2 separate regions of the Mus musculus genome follow, and region 1 is linked to region 2. A link is a contact called in public Hi-C data. All regions are on one chromosome and are shown on one strand. Each heading gives the region's core, a stretch centred on a gene start, on an enhancer-like site or on the middle of the called end of the contact. The rest is flanking DNA. Distances are from core to core; before and after follow the strand shown.

What was found. Hi-C and Micro-C count contacts between places; a contact is called where the count stands out from the background.
Region 1: a contact with region 2 is called in a Hi-C map of liver, with 2.1 times the contacts expected there. The contact joins the promoter of 2610206C17Rik here to the enhancer-like site in region 2. A contact is called at or near these places in 2 of 39 promoter capture datasets (cranial neural crest and liver), 6 of 484 Hi-C or Micro-C datasets (CD4 T cells, LSK cells, embryonic stem cells and 2 more), 1 of 115 datasets of contacts at active chromatin or transcription factors (extraembryonic endoderm stem cells) and 1 of 9 other capture datasets (liver).

Annotation. Positions count from the first base shown.
Region 1 is chr7:84,686,809-84,692,959 of GRCm38.p6, reverse strand. It overlaps 2610206C17Rik (RIKEN cDNA 2610206C17 gene), which reads right to left and starts at 3,320. Exons shown (of 5, transcript NR_038175.1): 1 at 3,146-3,320. It overlaps Zfand6 (zinc finger, AN1-type domain 6), which reads left to right and starts at 3,003. Exons shown (of 7, transcript NM_001360578.1): 1 at 3,003-3,214.
Region 2 is chr7:84,133,686-84,139,126 of GRCm38.p6, reverse strand. All of the region lies in intron 1 of Abhd17c (abhydrolase domain containing 17C), which reads left to right. Among named protein-coding and RNA genes, the nearest start is that of Abhd17c, 15 kb to the left of the region's middle. Within about 2 kb of position 3,811, at least 53 of the 459 cell types and tissues checked have an H3K27ac peak or open chromatin away from gene starts, as enhancers often do. A contact at or near this core is called in liver, where this site is marked.

The DNA of each region.
Region 1 (6,151 bases), core at 2,071-4,570, 550 kb before region 2:
TCTTTCACATTTCTGTTAACCCTTTGTGTTTGCCTTCTTTCTGCTCTTGTCTGTGAACTCTCAAACCCATGCCTAGGGCTCATCCCTTGCTTTTCTTCACAGTCATTTTTCCATATCACTTTCATAGTTTAGCTACTATGTTCTAATGACTTAGGGATTTGACTCGTCTGTGAACCCTAGTGTCAAATATCCAACTACAACACTTACCTTTCTATTTGGATGTGTGGCAATGCCCAATGCAATGTCTACAAAAAAGAAAACCTCTGTCTTGGTCTACCTCTGAGTTGCACAAGCCAAAACCCAGTTTCACCCGATTGATCTCTCTTTCATTCCACATAGAGTGAAAATGTACCATCCTATCAGGAAACACAGTTGGCTCTACCATTAAAATGTGTCCCAAATTTGATCTCTTCCTGTGGCCACCCTTGTTGCCACCTGGGTGCAAGGCACCATTATCACTTACATGGAGTCACACAGAACCTTCCATATGGGGTCTTGCTGCTAACACTGGTGTTCTTGAGACTACTTTCAACATAGAATTATCCTTTAAAATTTATGGTGTTTCATGTTTTCTGTTTAAAACCCTGTGCTGGTCCATTTAATTTATAGTAAGAGTTTTATATTACCTCACAGGTCCACCTGATTCACAACTTCATCTTCCCAGGTCACAGGATCCACTAACTTAAGCCTTTTCTATGTTTCTGGCTTGAGAATGGTCCTTATTAATCCCTCACACTGGAATCTCCACCAAGATACTCTAACCACTTATTTTATTTAAACCTACTCTTCCCCATGGGGCCTATCCTGACTACTGTCCCTGGTCCAACAGCCTTCAAGCATCTGTTTATATAGTTACCTTCTCCATCTAGGTCACATATCACCTTATAATTCACAGCATACAGATGTTTGCTATTAGGTTTATTTGCATGCCCTCCATTAGAATTACCTCTCTAGAGGTGGAAAAATCTTTTCATCACTCACTAAACTTAGGACATAGAAAGATTAGAGATGGCTCAATGTAGTAAGTCAAAAAGTGCCTGAGCAACAATTTAAACCCTAGACGAAATTCTACATTCTTCTCATATAATTTTCCTTCCCAACGGCCAGAAACTAGTGAACCCTAAAAGAATTCCAGGCTGGAAAATGATTCCTGACACTTGCAGCATCTTTTAGCTGTCAGGATCCATCCACCCTTCCTTTTCCTTCCCTCCTCATGTCTAAGAAGTTCTTATATGTTACTAAATAAAATAACTACTCGCTTTGACCTTTTAGGCCTGCCATAATTGAACCTCAAACCGTTCCCAGTCTATCTATAGCCTTGTCTCCCCTATTACAGATCATCTTCTTGGGCAAAATCCTCTCGATGTTTTAGCCCATGTTTCTAAGTGTGTGTGTGTGTGTGTGTGTGTGTTGTTGTTGTTGTTGTTGTTGTTGTTTTGGTTTTGGTTTTGTACATAGCCTTGCCTGTCTGGAAACTCACTATGTAGATCAGATGGGCCTTGAACTCACAGAGATCAACCTGCCTCTGCCTCCCTAGTATTGAGTTTAAAGGTGTGAGTCTCCACACCTGGCTTTAAAGATTTATTTTCAAGTGTATGAGTGTTTTGACAGTTGTGAGCCACCACGCAGATGCTGGGAACCCAACCTAAGACCACTACAAGAGCAGTAAGTGCTCTTAACTGCTGAATCATTACTCCAACCTTAAATATAAATTTTGAATGGGTTGAATGTGCCTCAAAAACACCCTTAGGCCCTGGGTAGGGACCTTCTGTTCTGCTCTGGTTTCGAACAGCAGGCTTAGCTTTATTTTATTTGGCCCTGGGTTTCACTACTTAGCTCTGGTCACCCTGGAACTTGCTATATCCACCAGGCTGACCTAGTACTCACAGAGGTATATTTTTCTTTGCCTCTCCATGCTGAAAGTATAAAGGCCTGGGCCACGGTGGCTGGCCAGGCTTAGCTTTGGTGATTTATTTTAGAATATCCTGCCCCAGAAACTTGTCTGTCACCTCACAAGAGCATTGTGTGTTTCTCCCAAGCCCTCTTCAGGAACACTTCCTTTCGTTTTCCATGAAGTCATAAGAATTTTTCAAATGCCACCTTTTCTTCAAAGAATTCTACCTGACCTCCACCATGTCCTCTATTCTGTCTCCTCCTTATTCTACAGGATTACAGAAAGCAGCCCAAACCACACATGGTTAGCCGTATCTCAACCTTGTGACCATGAGCCCCTATTACTGTAAAAATAGGGCAGAAATTTCAGGGAAATAGGTAAAGAGAGCACAGTGACAAAGATAAACATTGTAAAACACCAAAAGGCACAACCCCAAGACTAACAAAATAACATAATTTCAAATAAAGACAGGACTCTAGGCAATCCTGTTTGGGCTGGGGAAATCTCAGGAGAGCTGTCCCCCACTTCTCCCGCACAACCTGTGCAGGGCTGCTGGACTAGAATCTACCGCTTCCGCGAGAAGGTCCAGGGGGCTTCCCGAGTCCAGGCGTGTAGGTGTGTATTACACAAGCGAGCACACACGCCTCAGGTCTCGCTCTCTGTAAATCGTGGTTCAGGACAGGGCAGAGTTCAGACCTGGCACTTTGGGCTGGCCCTCCTGGTCTTCTAGGGGCCTGGGCAACAGAATCTCAATCTATGTCGTCTCTCAAACTACGCAGGTGGAACACCAGCTCTAGACAAGGGTAGTCTATCCCTGGGAGGATGCAGAGCCCGGAGCTACGTCATCAGACACCCCATCCCCTCGCCGTCCCCCAAGTCTGCACCAGAGCCCTCTTGCTCCTGAGGCAACATCAAAAAGCTAACCTAGCCCGCTGACCTGGCCGAGGCAGGGGCGTGGCCGAGAGAAAAGCAGCGCCTCTGTGCCACGCCCCTCAAATGCCTTGACCAATAATAGCACTCTCCGAGATCCGGCCCCGCCCCCACGCCGCCTCCGGCCCGCGGCCCCGCCCGGGCCGGTCATAATTAGGCAGCGGGCTGGGACTGCCGCGTCAGCGCGCGTTGAGAGCCAATCGCGGGCGCTCCCTTGAGGCCGCGTCACAGGCCGAGCAGCCAAACAGAAAAGTTTAATAAACAGCGGACGGAGGGCCGGCGGCGGCGGGCCGGGAGCGAGTGGGGGTTTGGCGGCCTCACCTGTCCTCACTCTCAGCGGCGGCGAGAGGCGGCGGCGGCAGCGCGTCCGGCGGAGAGGGCCGCCGCCAGGTGAGGAGTGCGGGCAGCGGTGGGCGCAGCCTCCGGGCGGCCTGGGAGCCGGAAGCGGCGGGCGGCGCAGCAGGTGGCCTCGCAGTGGCGAGCGGAGGGCGCGGTCCCGGTGGGGCGCGGTCCCGGGCTCCCCGGGCGCGCGCTGAGCTCGGGGTCGGGGTGGGCGCGCCTGGGGCCAGTCCGGAGCAGCTGCCGCACGCCGGGCAGCGTCCTCACGTCCCTTTGGTAGGCTGAGGCTAGAGAAGGCTCAGAGGGAGTCTCCGGGATTCCAAGCTCTCTGCTCCTCTGAGAGCGTTTTCAAGTTTCTCACTGTTGGATGCGTAAACAAGCTACACGGAGTGTGGCGTCTGAAGTCAATCTAACTCTATCAGAACTCAGTGATTTGCCATCATCATCCAGAATTGTCAGGCGTTTGTGGGAACTGGGGCCTTGGGGTCACCTCCAAGCCGTGCATGCTAACTAGCTTGGTAGTCAGCACCTAGTGGTTCCGAAAACCGAAATTAAACGTCACTTTCAAACTATATTCGAAATTTATCCTTTTCCTAATTAAAATGCCACGTAGGCTTTTGAGATTATTTATGAAGTATTTTATGGCAATTGCTGTTTTATGTATTATTTCCAGGCCTGCGGGGACAATTTTTTGGTAAACCATGAACATTTAAATGGAGAAAAGACATTGTCTTAATTTTTCCTTTTTCCTTTTTTTTTTTTTTTTTTTAACATTTAAAAAACACGTAAGCCGGGCGTGGTGGCGCACGCCTTTAATCCCAGCACTTGGGAGGCAGAGGCAGGCGGATTCCAGCCTGTTCTACACAGTGAGTTCCAGGACAGCCAGGGCTACACAGAGAAACCCTGTCTCGGGGTGGGGGTGGGGTGGGGCGGGGAGACAAACATGTAAGAGGGGTAATAGGCACAGATAGGAAAATTTCAGGCTTGATTGCTGTTTTGACTGCAGCCATACTTTCCTGTGTTAATGTCAAAACTCACAATATGAGTTATATCACAAAGTTTTTAAAGTAATGGTCAGTCCTGGGAGAATACACAACACAATGTACTATAAAGAGAGAAAACATAAACTTTCAGACTCCTCACTCCAGAGCCAGAACTAGAACATTACTCAAACTTGTATGTGTTCACGAGTTTCTTATCTGGCCTAACCCAGTTTACTGTTTCTTACTGAGGTAAATAAACATTCTAGACTCGGTGGATTTGCTCATTCTCTAGCCTTTTAAAAATTAGTTTTGTCACACACTAATCTCTTCAAACAGTGTCACTTTAGGTTCCTTGCCCTTTGAACTTTGGACAGATAGTGTATGGTTGTGGTTCATCCATTTCATTGTTTCTTAATGCTGTGTTCCTCCCTTCACCCCAGTGTTTCGATGGTGTTTCTTGTTTTGCTTCTAACAAGTGTACTCTGGGAACTTTTCTTCTTGCAGCTGTTGTTGCCCAAGTTGCCTGTCGAAAAGTAAATACTGTAGATCGTGGTAGAAAGTTGTAGGCAATCAGTAATAAAATAGAGATGAAAACGTTACGATTCTGCTTCCTTCCTTTAATCAGGAAGACTCACTGTTCTTGTGACTGGTTCCTAGTTGCTATGTTTGCATGAGGAACTAAGATTTCTGTTAATCTCTACACCGAATCCCTTCAAACCGGCTGTGGAAAGTTTGGCACCCTTTGGTACTTCTCAGGGCAAAACCAGCAAGTGGGAGAAAACTCCATGTTTTGTGAAGCCACCCTGTCTGTTCTCCACCACTCCTCCCCTCCCTGCAGTCTCTGGCAGGTTATTGAGGAGTCTTCTTTGCCTTAAAACCGTCCGTCTTGCAAAAGAAACTTGGAGTAAGCTTTGTCTGCCTAGTTGGCACAGGCTTTGTTGGAGGGAGAGTGTCAGAGAGCAGATCCTTTAAGGGAAACATTAGGACCCACGTGACCCTCCGCCACTTTTGAGAAGACTATGTGAGTGTACTAAGTTTTTCAAGACTTGTCAACCACACATTGAAGTATTTTTTAGGTTTAAGAATGTCCTAGGGTTTGCTCTAGACAAATGTCTTTAATTTTTTAATTTTGCTCCTTTGTGTGTGTGTGTGTGTGTGTGTGTGTGTGTGTGTGCGCGCATGTGTGTGTATGCTTTGAATAACTTGTTGAAGGCATGAGAGAGGAGCTTTTTAATTTTTTTAGATAGGGTCTCACTATAAAGCCTAGAACTCTCTATATAGACTAGGCTGGCCTGGAACTCATAGAGATTCCCCCAGTCAACTGTCTCCAGTGATAGGATTAAAGGCGTGTGCCACCACATCTGGCTAGGGGGCATTTTTTTGATGTTTGTAGCTTGCAGATGTTTTGTTTTTATAGTGTAGTTGCTTCTGCTTTTAAAACTTAGTTCTATATTTTACTACAAATCACACTGACAGAGAGTTTGGGGATTTCTCCCACATTTTGAAGATGTGTAGGAACACAAGTACTTCCACAGATAAGCATTGTTAATTAACATTTTGTCAAGCATACCTGTGGTCTTCCTGTGTATTTTGTATCTCCTAAGCTACTACATGTTTCTTTAGGATTCAGTCTTGGTACCGATGCTGAGTCAATGCACATGAACATTCATTTTAAAGTCTTTATAAGCATTTCAAATTTTTTCTTAAAATTTTTATCAAAGTGTGTAGGGTGTGTGTGTGTGTGTGTCTTGTTTATGCCACTGTAGTCCCAGCTACTCCAGAGACTGAGGCAGGATAGTGTGAGTCTAGGTGTTCTAAGGGTTCTAAATGTGGATAGGCTGGCTCCACTTTCAAAACTTACTCCAAATGTAATGTCCCCACTCCTTTGTTTTATAGAAGATGATAATCGTACTCATCTAATTGTTACCCTTCCTTCAGGTTTTGCTCCCTATAGTCTGTGCTGGTTGCTCTAGTGTCTAGAAGATGTTTGTGTGTGTGTGTGTGT
Region 2 (5,441 bases), core at 2,562-5,061:
CTCACCCCATCCCAAAGGTGTGGCTTCCTCTCTAGAATCCTCTGGCACTTGGTCCCATGCCGCACTTACATGTGCCTGGCCAGCATAGCAGACTTCCCTGTCTCCACTCTCTTATCACACTGATTTTGTCCCTGCTGGGTCTTGTCCCCTCCCTAGTCCTCTGAGTAGCTTGCGTGTCTGCCTTCTGGGAATGTGACCTCCTTGAGGAAAGACACAGTCATAGCTAATTGTTCTTAGACTAAGTAGTAGGTGCCCAGCACATTCTTCCTGCAGAGCTGGCCCTACCTGTTCTGATGGCATTAGTGGATGGGCTAGACAGAGTCTGAAGTGCTGGCTTTGTGTTTCGGGCACTTGGCCTTTTCAGATTAAAGGTCCGTAGGTCTTGATCTCCTTAATTCTGGCCACAAAAGCCCCAGTCAGGCCGCTGGTACAGTTTTAGTTTCAGTGAAGTCCCTCTCCAGGATTAGTGTGGAAGTATAACCTAGCTCTGGGAGGTACAAGGATCTGGGAAAATTGAGGTCTTCTCTATAGCCTGTAATGCAGTTCCTTAAACCAGTCGTGATGAAAGATGAAGCTTTCAAAAATAATACCCACCCCCCACATATACATTCCAAAAAGGAGGGATGACCAAAGTGCTTAGAGGGGACAGGGTGTGTGTGTGTGTTGTGCAAGTCTAGCTACTCTCAGGGAACTAACTACCATCCTTAATATGTGTATGTACAGCCTCCTATTCTGTTCTATAATACTTGTGATAATGGTTGTGGTTATTACAAATACTGTCAGTTAACAGTGACAAGAATGCCGTCTCACTAACTGCTTGACTGTTGCCTCATCCCCTCTGGTCTTGGTGAGATCTTGGTGCTCCCTTTTCCCATACCATAATGTTTGTGGAAAGCCACTTTATTTGGAAAATCTCAAAATATAAGTAAAGTAAGGAAACTCGGGAATAAACCCAATGACATTAGTATTCCTCTTTGAGCAGTTATTAACATCCTGCCATCCAGCATCCATCTTCACTCACGGCACCAGGCTGTTCTAAGAACTTTGTGTAGGCTGTTCTTTTTCAAAGGAAGAATGTAAAAGCATCGAAACACAGCCAGGCTGGCTGTCTGCTTGCTGGCAGGATCCCATTTTCTGGTCTGGCGGTGAGCAGGTGTGCCACCCCACTTTCCTCAGCATACAGTAGACAGTGCTGGATGGCAGCTGGAGAGTGGGCTTCATGTGTGTGGACTAAAGGGGCTTTCAAGTGCATGTAATACCAGAGAGTTAGAAGAGGGCTGTAGGTTATTGGCTGATTTTTTTTCCTGCATTAATCATGTAAAGATGATGGGTAGATCAGTGACAGTTGGTCAGAACCCTAAGGGAGCAGTGGCTTCTGGGTAACTACCAAAATACACAGCTGTCAGCTCCTGTCTTTGGGCCTCAGTGCCTCTGTTTTTTGTAATAAGAGTTTTGTGCCCATTCTGCTGAGGCAGTATTTGTGCTGAAAATAACTATTTCATCTATTACACATTTCAGCACACTACATCCATGAAGCAGGGATTTTGGCTGACCCATTTCACAGGTATAGAAACTGAAGACTACAGAAAAATGAATGACTTGATTTGGATCACACTGAATTAAAACAGCAAACCAGAGTTTGATCCCAGATGGGCTGACTCTGGAGCCTGTGTTCTCAGAGCTTGTGTTCTACATGGTGTGTGTGTGTGTGTGTGTGTGTGTGTGTGTGTGTGTATGTGTGTGTGTGTTGTGCAGGACAATCACGCCTAAGATTAAGGCAAGATCAGAATTTAGAGTTCTGTGTGTGAATTATCATCCTCCCTGTCTGCTTCATTTTGCTGTGCCTTTGGGTGTGCATCAGTTGTGTAGCCTACAGGCTCAGTCTCCTGCTCTCATTTCAAGTTCAAAGGCCAGTACCCTAGGATTTCTTTTCCTGAATTGTAAGATTTGAGCACAACAATAAAATGTTTAGAAATTTCAGTCTTTGAACAAATTCAGTACTTGGTGTGTCCCTGTAGGATGTAGAGCTAAATGCCAAGTAGGGGTTTACATTGCACATACTTAATATTTAATTGGCATCTGAAAAGATGACTTTGAATACCTTCCATTCTATACTGACTTCCACTACCCCTTGGAGCTCAGAATTGTGGTTGTGTAACAAACAACATTCTGAAGACAGTACTTTCTGGCTCTGGAAATGCCTGAAGAAGGAAGCAGCTTCTCTCAAGAGTGGTTGTTTGGGTTCCAGAGTAGTTTTTGAGCCTTGTGCTTCAGGTTCCTTTTCTATAAAATGGGTTTCTTTTTAAAGAGTTGTTTTTCCCCTGGTGTTGGCAAAGTTTGGTAAGTTTTTTGTTTTTTGACTGAAAAGAAGAGAAATGAGTCACTTAAGTGTATAGCTCGTCCTCGGCGATGTGAAAAATAGAAACCTGGTGTTTCTAAGGGAGTTGCAGTTTTCAAAGTGCTCCAGGTACCTTTGATCCTGAGAACAGTTCTATGGGAAGAGCAGGAGGTGGGCTGTGCACTTGGGGAGTTAGCAAAAGGAAGCCAGTTGGCAGTGGGTTGCTGAGCCAGGGGCTGAGGAGTGAGTGTCAGCTGTCATCATTTCTCCCGACTTTTAAACAGTCCTATGACCCACCTCAGTGAGTCTGTTGGTAGTTGCTTCCAAGTTGTGTCTTCCGAGTTGGACCCTTTCCTCCGTTTAGAGCAGTTGAGTGTGCTGCCTCACTTACTGATATTCCTGTTCTTGGTTATGATTAATGGTTAACTCAGTTAACTTGTTTGTTTATTTTGAAATGCTCTGTTGAAGCTAAGGCTTTGAAACTGTAGCAAAGCCACTGCTAGAACAATACTATTTAAATAGGGAGGGGGGGTGGAGGGGGTGGTATTTAAAACATCAGTTTGATTTCTTTATGGAACTTAAATTAGCATCTCAAGTCTCTTCCTTCCTGGAGTAAAATGTTTGTCTTCAGCAGCAGTTGCTTGGAAGACAGACACTGGGCAGTTCTGGAATGACTTACTGACCTGAGGACTTGGCTCCCAATGGGCTTGTTTGGAGACCACAGGAACAAGTAAGACAAGTTCTGTGACCCAGTTGGAGGTGTGATTCATAGCTTGTTAACAGTTGGTACATTGGTCTCAAAGTTTAGACAGTGATGGCCTCATTTGCTCCTAAAGCAAGGGGAGTTCTGGAGACCTGTCCAGACAGAGCCTGGAGACAGCTGGGCAGGACGGAGCCTCTCCCCCATCCAACTCCCTGATCCCATTCAAGTTTAGTCTCAAATTAGCCAGAGAGATTCAGAGGCATGGTGAAACACTGTACTCTGTAAAGTTCTGTACTTGTCAACAGGTTTTCAGATTTTGGCTCTTCCATTATTAAGAATAGCATTGTGACAGTCACATGATCCTTGGTGGAGTGATGAGGATGGTAATGATGTAGTAAACTCCTAATGTCAATGGCCCAAGAAGACATTTTGACTCCATAGCAAAGTAGGAAAGCAGGAAACAAAGACAGCGCCAGTTCCTGGAAAGCCAGATGAAGAAATTACCACTTTTCTGCTTTTTATTGTAATAATTGATTGCTGCTTGTAAACTTATTAACTCTTTTATTTTATTTGGGGAAGAAAGGGGCAATTTGGCAAGTATAAAATCTAGTCATCTAGGCTATACTCATACTGACCTAGGACTTAATTACTCTCATAAAGTTCTAATGCCAAGTTCAGAGTTAGTTTTCATTTCACTCACGGTGCTGGAAGTAGACCCTGTGGCCTTGCTTATGTTAGCAGGTGTACCAGGATTGAGTCATACCCCCAACACAAAACTTGGTCAATCAGATGATCAATTGTTGATACTTTGCATGACCCCATCTAGCTATCACCCCATCTAGCTGTCAGTTTATGTTTGTATTTGTTTAAAATGCACTAGTTTTGCCATGAGCAAAGGTAGAGAAGTGGTCATCTATCTCCTGTGGTTCGAATCCTGCTCTTCTCTCCTGCCTCCCCGCACAGTGTGCATCTCTACGAATAGTGAGTCAAGCAGAACTGCAGACAGTGTCCTGGCGGCTTCATTCATTGAGTGCTGAAGACAGAGGGTCTTAGTTATGGCTTGACTTTTACAGATGGTTTTGTAGCTTCTTATAAGTGTTCCTTAAGTGTCCCCCTTTTCTCTTTATACTTGAACATGCACTCTTATCTAGAGGCTAGTGATCGTTTACTGTGCGGGCTGTTTGTGTTGGGGGAATCAGAGCTAAATGTGCTAAATCCTTTTTATCTTCACTGTAGTCATTTCAAGCACATGTGTCTTATACATTTTAATTTTAGCACTTTTATCTTTCCATTTGGAGCTAAGGATATAGCTCAGAAGATGGAGTGGTTGCCGACTGTGCACAAAAAAAAAAAAGCCCTGGGTTCAGTTTGCAGTACTGCATATGTTGGGCATGGTGGCACACAGGTGTGATTCCGGCACTTAGGAGACAGACTATTCAAGGAATTCAAGGCCAGCCTTAGCTACATAGTGAGTCCCAGACTACTGTGGGCCGCATAGGTCTCTGAAAACCTTATTTGGTGCCTGGCATATTTCTTTCCAAGTAGTGGATATTATACCTAGCAGGATTCCTAGGGCTCCTAGGAGCTCAGATGCTCCAATTCTGGGACAACTGTAGCAGACGAGTTCTGGTTCTGCAGGTCATGTGTGGGGGAAGCAGCTTGCTCTGGGAAGGTGGGACTCTGCATGCTTAGCAGTGTCATTGCACTTCACACCTGTGGTGAGACCATCCCCAACTGTTTTTCTCCTATAAGAACTCTGGCCAAAACAGGTCCCTAACTTAGTGTTTAATTTTCTAAAACCAGCTTTGAATATTTTTGAAACACTGATATTAAGTACTTTCTTGAAGACCAAACATGGTAGCATACATCTTTAATCCAGTACTGGGGAGTCAGAGTTAGGAGGAACTGTGCGCTCAAAAACCAGCCTGGTCTACATAGGGAGTTCCAGGCCACCAGTACACAGTACACAGTACAACTCTGTCTGCAAAGAAAATAAAAGATAAATAAACATGTTCTTTTAATTTTGAGTGACAAGCTTCTTCCATATTCCCTTGCCACTGATCTTGTTAATGACTCTGTCTTGATTTTTTTTGATGAGAAATTGAAATGTAATGTAAATGCATTAGCGTCTGGTGACCTGGGAGCTAAGTGACAGCATTGCAGTGAATAGTTTGCATCTTTTGTCACAGCTTAAGAGACACCTGATTTATGAAGGACAAGGTGTAAAGTAAGAGAGAGAAATAGTCATTTTGGGGACCTGTCTGAACCAAGCCTCTTTAATTTCCTCCTAAAGCAGTAACCAGTGAACCCAGGTAGTGACACCATCCTCAGAATTTTTACCTGGGGACATTCACATAGGTTATGTCTCAGTAACTACAGATTATCTCTAGTTACTACACT